Regions from separate parts of the Zea mays genome. Here region 2 is linked to region 1. A link is a contact called in public Hi-C data. All regions are on one chromosome and are shown on one strand. Each heading gives the region's core, a stretch centred on a gene start, on an enhancer-like site or on the middle of the called end of the contact. The rest is flanking DNA. Distances are from core to core; before and after follow the strand shown.

Evidence for each region. A called contact is a pair of places that touch in the nucleus more often than the background predicts.
Region 2: a Hi-C map of tassel shows a contact between it and region 1, with 2.7 times the contacts expected there. The contact joins the enhancer-like site here to the promoter of LOC541695 in region 1. A contact is called at or near these places in 3 of 25 Hi-C or Micro-C datasets (leaf and tassel).

What each region holds. Positions count from the first base shown.
Region 1 is chr2:33,208,148-33,210,847 of Zm-B73-REFERENCE-NAM-5.0, forward strand. LOC541695 (60S ribosomal protein L23A) reads right to left here and starts at 1,259. Exons shown (of 4, transcript NM_001348557.1): 1 at 1,171-1,259; 2 at 570-609; 3 at 1-122. The coding sequence starts at 582.
Region 2 is chr2:33,376,790-33,379,489 of Zm-B73-REFERENCE-NAM-5.0, forward strand. No RefSeq gene overlaps it. Among protein-coding and RNA genes, the nearest start is that of LOC100279386, 7.7 kb to the right of the region's middle. Within about 2 kb of position 1,327, at least 8 of the 20 cell types and tissues checked have an H3K27ac peak or open chromatin away from gene starts, as enhancers often do. A contact at or near this core is called in tassel, where this site is marked.

The sequences.
Region 1 (2,700 bases), core at 9-2,508:
GGGGCGGTGAAATGTCACAGACGTGCGGATCTTCTTGGTCTTCTTCTTGGCTGCCCCAGACTTCACAGCCTTGGCAACCTTCAAGGCCTGGGTCTTGGCATCACCCTTCTTGGCAGGAGCAGCTAATGAAACCACAGTTAGATAAAAAAAACAGGTAATCAGGAGCAGCTAATGAAACCACAGTAAGATAAAAAAGACAGGTAATGAATTTCAGCATGATGATTGTGCGCTAAAATAGACAGGATTACAACATGTATTGATGCCAATGCATTAGAGATCATATCTGTATTCAAGAGATAATGCAGCAAATACAGTTTGCTAATTCTATACTCACCCTTTTGAGAGGACTCATGTTCTGGTCAAGGCATGAGTACAACAAAGAGGAGGTTGTTAGATCGAAGACCTAAATGTACAAATACCCACTAGTTACTAGTTCCTAATACATGGTGTCGTGGTGAGACAAACAAGGGAACAGGAAATGCACGATCAGCTTATAGCAATTTCAAGGTTGACACAGGGCATTTCTTGATCAAGTATATGGCACCTATAGAAATATGTTAGGCGTGTACCTTTAGGAGCCATTTCAGCTTCTCGAAGATGTCTCCTGAACTGGAAACATACAAAGAAAGAAAATAATGTCAGATAGGTGAAGAAGCAAAGGAGACAAGACAAAATAATGCAAATTGTGTAGTGAACCATAGAATGGTTTTGTCATCTACATAAATGCTACCGGTTAACAAATAACAGTACTCGGTCTAGCGTTAACCGAAAGCCAAGTTTAGGCGTTAACCCAGCCAAAATCAGAAACATAGCAAGACCATTAGTAAACCAGCGCCATTTCCAATTCAACAATGGCAATAATATTTGAAATCATAGACAGCATCCTTACCACGATGAGATGGGCGTACTAAGGTCAAAGAGATCCCTCCCACAAAACCTTCTCACGATTAACAGCAAAAGCTACCGATACGAACAGATACACGAAATATAAGAGACCTTGACTCTCACTCCCGCCGAAAGACCTCTCCAGAACAAGCGCTTACAGAGCAGATCCGGCTGTTCCACGAACCGACCGAGCCGGCTACCCAACAAAGAAGTACATACAATTCGGAATGCTGAGACCACAACGGCCGGACAGTGGAGAGATGGGGCGAGAGGAGAGCGGCTTACCTTACCTCTCCTTGCGGCGGGCTGAGGCGGACGCGAAACGATGACGGCTGGGAGGAAACCCTAGCCCCCGGGCAGAGGTTTTATAGAATGGACCCGAGTGAGTCACTCCACTCCCAGTGGGCTGAACGAAGATTGCACGCCGGATCGTGAACCGTCTGTTGGCTGGACTGTATATGGACCGGCCCACATAGATTTGAAACGGGAGAACGGGTGCTTCGGTTCAGTTACACGCCCGCGGGCACTTTGGGGAAATACATGTCAAAGCCCAACTAACCTTAGTTGGGGTTATATGGGTAAATACCTGCTTTGCCCCTGAGGAGTCTCACATCTCTATATAATAAACCTGTATACCACCTTATAATATAGAGAAGAGAAAGAGGTCAGAGGTCCAACCCTACATCATGTGTCTCGTGTGCTATCTGTTGTGCTTATAGGAAGGGATACAGGTCATCCACATCTTCTCGCGCCTAATCTGCTAACGGGAGGGAAGGGAACGGATCTGGTGATCCGTAGTAACGTATTTCAACACGTTATCAGCACGCTCTACCTCGATGTCGCTACGGGATCAGATCTGCATCAACTCTCTGTCAAGCCGGCAGGTCTTACGGCCTAGCCGAACTGTCCTACACGATAGACTCCGATTCCTCTACGCAACCAAATTGTGTGGTATGATTTTGTTTGTTAGTAGAATGGATCTACCTGCTCCCGCAAGGTGTGGCTAGCGCCACCACTAGAGACCGCGCCAGCAGCGTCGTGCCTCACCCTCGAGTCGACACATAGTGCACTGCGTGCATGTCGGCCGCCGCCGCATGTGCCTGCTGCAGACGTTGAATTTGGTATTGGTGTGCCAGAGCAGATCGCGATCGTCGGGAACCACACGACCAAACTTTAGCAGCACCGTGACTGCGTGTAACGACGATACACGCAGGTCAACTCAATGCCACGCTGCAGGCTACCCATGGGCGAGCTTCGTCCCAACCGACGCATGCCACACGAGCGAGCTTTGCCCCGACTGTCGCTTGCGCGCAAACGAGGTCCGTCGCAAGCCGGGCATGCAAGCTTCCGCCATGACGTCAGGCGGATGGGCAAGGCTGCCATCCGCAGGCCGAGTGAACGGCCTGGCATGCGGTCTATGCGGCGATCACAGAGACAGAGAGGAAGCCGGATCTTTGACTGCATGCATGCACACGTTGTGGCTGAAAGAAAAGCAATCTTTGACTGCATGCGTTAGTTAGAGATCCTAATTAAGTGGCTTTGAACGTGTGGTCCCAGTGACTTAGCCCTCGGACGCACCAAGGTGGGAAGTCTGCTCCCTTAGTTATTGTGTGCATGACAGCCTGCATGCAATCTCATTCCTGCCTGATTAAATGCTATTAGGTGTAGCTAAAAAGAAAAAAGAGCAGCAACCAATAAACGGTTAGCATCTCATGCAAATGGCAGTTTGAGCATTTTTCTACTTTAATTAATTATTTTCAGTCGCAAATAATTAGTAGAAAAATATGTGTTTAAATATGGGAAAATACATTTTAC
Region 2 (2,700 bases), core at 77-2,576, 170 kb after region 1:
GCCTTTTATGGAAGTTTCTATCAAATATATAGATCCAGCCGATCGAACACCATCAGTCAAAGTGGCTTATTTACGTTGATACGTGCACTTACCTCGTATATCCTAGAAGTGAGTAGAGGTGAAGTTCCTGATATAATCCTTGCAACAATATGCAATCTATTTGCTAAATCAATATGTGCATAACTGCATAAACTTCCAGAAGAAGTTATTTTGCCATACTGAGATAGTTTTGCAAGGATCAGGGGGAGCATATTTCTAAAGTTAGCCTTTATAGAAGATTCAATTGAATCTAGATCTAGATGATCGAAATATGTCCTAATGATAGTTGTTGCACTCTTTTTCCCTTAGTGAGTTTTCTTGAAGTTTCTCACATAAGGTTTTTAACGAGGCAACAAAGTGCAAATGCAATATGCGTCACCATGCGCTCTTTCTCCATATTTTCCACTGGTTTTTTGGGAGTTTTAATGAGGCATGTGTTGGTCGTGGTATTCGCCCAAGGGGGAGTGTTAAGTAACCCTAGTTAGGGTTATGTGGGCAAATACCGGCTTTGCCCCTGAGGGGTCTCACATCTCTATATAAGGAACCTATACACCCCCTCATAATACAGAGAAGAGAAAGAGGCCAGAGGCCCAACCCTATATCATGTGTCTCGTGTGTTACTCTGTTGTGCTTATGGGAAGGGAGACAGGTTCTCTACAGCTTCTCGCGCCTCTACTGCTGACGGGAGGGAAGGGAGCGGATCTGGTGATCCGTGGTGACGTAGTTCTCAACAGCCACCGCCACGCCGGACGCAAGCCGGCCTAGGACGGTTGTCGCCGGATCGGACGTGGGCTGGACGTATAGATGTCTAAATGGGTCGTGCCAGTCCGACCCGAGCACGGCTAGGCTTGGTACGGATTGGAACCGTGCCGGTCCAGCCCGGATTAGCTAGCGGTTCGGGTCGTGCCGACCCACGTATCCCGAGCGAGGCTCAGACACCGCCCGCTAGGTTAATAATCGTGCCGGGCCGACCCACGGGCCAAATGGGTCCATAATAGCATATGACGTTTAAACGATAAAAATATCCTAAAAATATGCATATTTGTGGGTTTAAACTATATTTATTAGCTCTTAACATTTATTTACACCCACATAACCAACAAAAACACATGTTTCTTGTGTTTATACTCTATATTCAAGTATAATATATGTATTTATATGAAAAAATAGAAAAATAAAATTGGGTCGTGTTGCTCGAGCCGGATTTCGGGCCGCTCGGCAAGCCCAGCTCGTCTGGACATGTATAGTTGGGCGGAAGGTTGTCACTGGATGTGTGTGCTCCCTGCTGCTCGAGCCTAGAGAACGTAGGGCCAGGGCAGGCGGTGGCTGCCGGCTAGTGAAGAGCGCAAGGGGCAAGATGGAATGTGTGCGGTCGGCGACTGGGGATTGGGGAAGGACAAGGCGAAGGGAAAGTGGGCGAGGGCGGTTGCGCTGTGGGTTTGAGTGTCTCGCGTCTGGCCATTTAGGTTTAGGGTTCCAGTTCAACCGATGGTTGGCTCATTGGTTGGGCAACTTGCCTCTTATACTATATCCAGCAGTTTATCCATCCTCATTCATATATTCAAACTCCACTCTGGTGCAATGTACAGTGCATAACAGTGTAAAATAGTGTTTTTAGGTAAACTATGAATAAACTGTTGTAGACGGTCTTAGGCTTGAGGGCGGGTGGACGATGGGCACTAGCCCATGGACTGTGTCACCCTGAAGGCGTGCATGAACACATGCCCGCTAATATACAGTGAAGGCCGTTTTGTGCTTGCATAAACGGGCTAGGACCTCGGCCCAAGCAGACCGGTGCATCGAGCCGGGCCGGGCCGAAATTTTTCCATATCGTACTGTGCTTGGGTCGTGCTTTTTCCCCGTGCTTTGTGCTAGCTTGTTACACCTAGCTTAAATGCACACTCTAGCAGAGACCCAACACAACTATGATATGGGAGGACCTTCCCAGAGTTCGACAGACGAGCTTGGTAGTGCCCTATCCATGTGATTGGTTGCATGGGTAAGTGTAGCTCGCTAGAAACGGGACGCAATCTAGATACCTGCACATGGTGTCAGGATAGGTGTTTTTAGCTTGAGATGCACCTAGTTGGGAGTATTTGGAACTGATCCAAATTCGCTCCACTATAGAGTGGTAGTTTTAAATTTAATATTTAAAGATATATTTTTAATCTGAATAATAAATAAAATCGACTTATTTAAATGTCATCTAAAGTTAACTCACATCTCCACGATTCTTAGAGTATCTAGTGATCTTCTCCACTAACTATACTAAATTTTATAGAGCTAGAGCCGTCCTAAATGGGCCTAAATTACTAATATACCCCATTTGGAAGTTAGCATTGGAGCGTGTCATTGGACAACCTCCAATTCCGTTGTTTGGATGATCTCCCGATCCCATTTCCAATTATATATACAATCAAACAACAACAATGAGATTGAAGGCCATTTCCATTTCCACTCAGCTTTGGCATTCCTACCCCAATACAATTCCTCTGTCTCAATGCTAACATCCAAACGGACTGATAAGTTAATATCGTTGATCTGTTTTGCACTAAATTAATGATCATGTTCCTTTTTATATGCTCTCTTCCGATACTATCAATTGTCTCCGTTTAAACATCTCTATATACATTACTAATGGGAAGGAATCAATGTATTTTT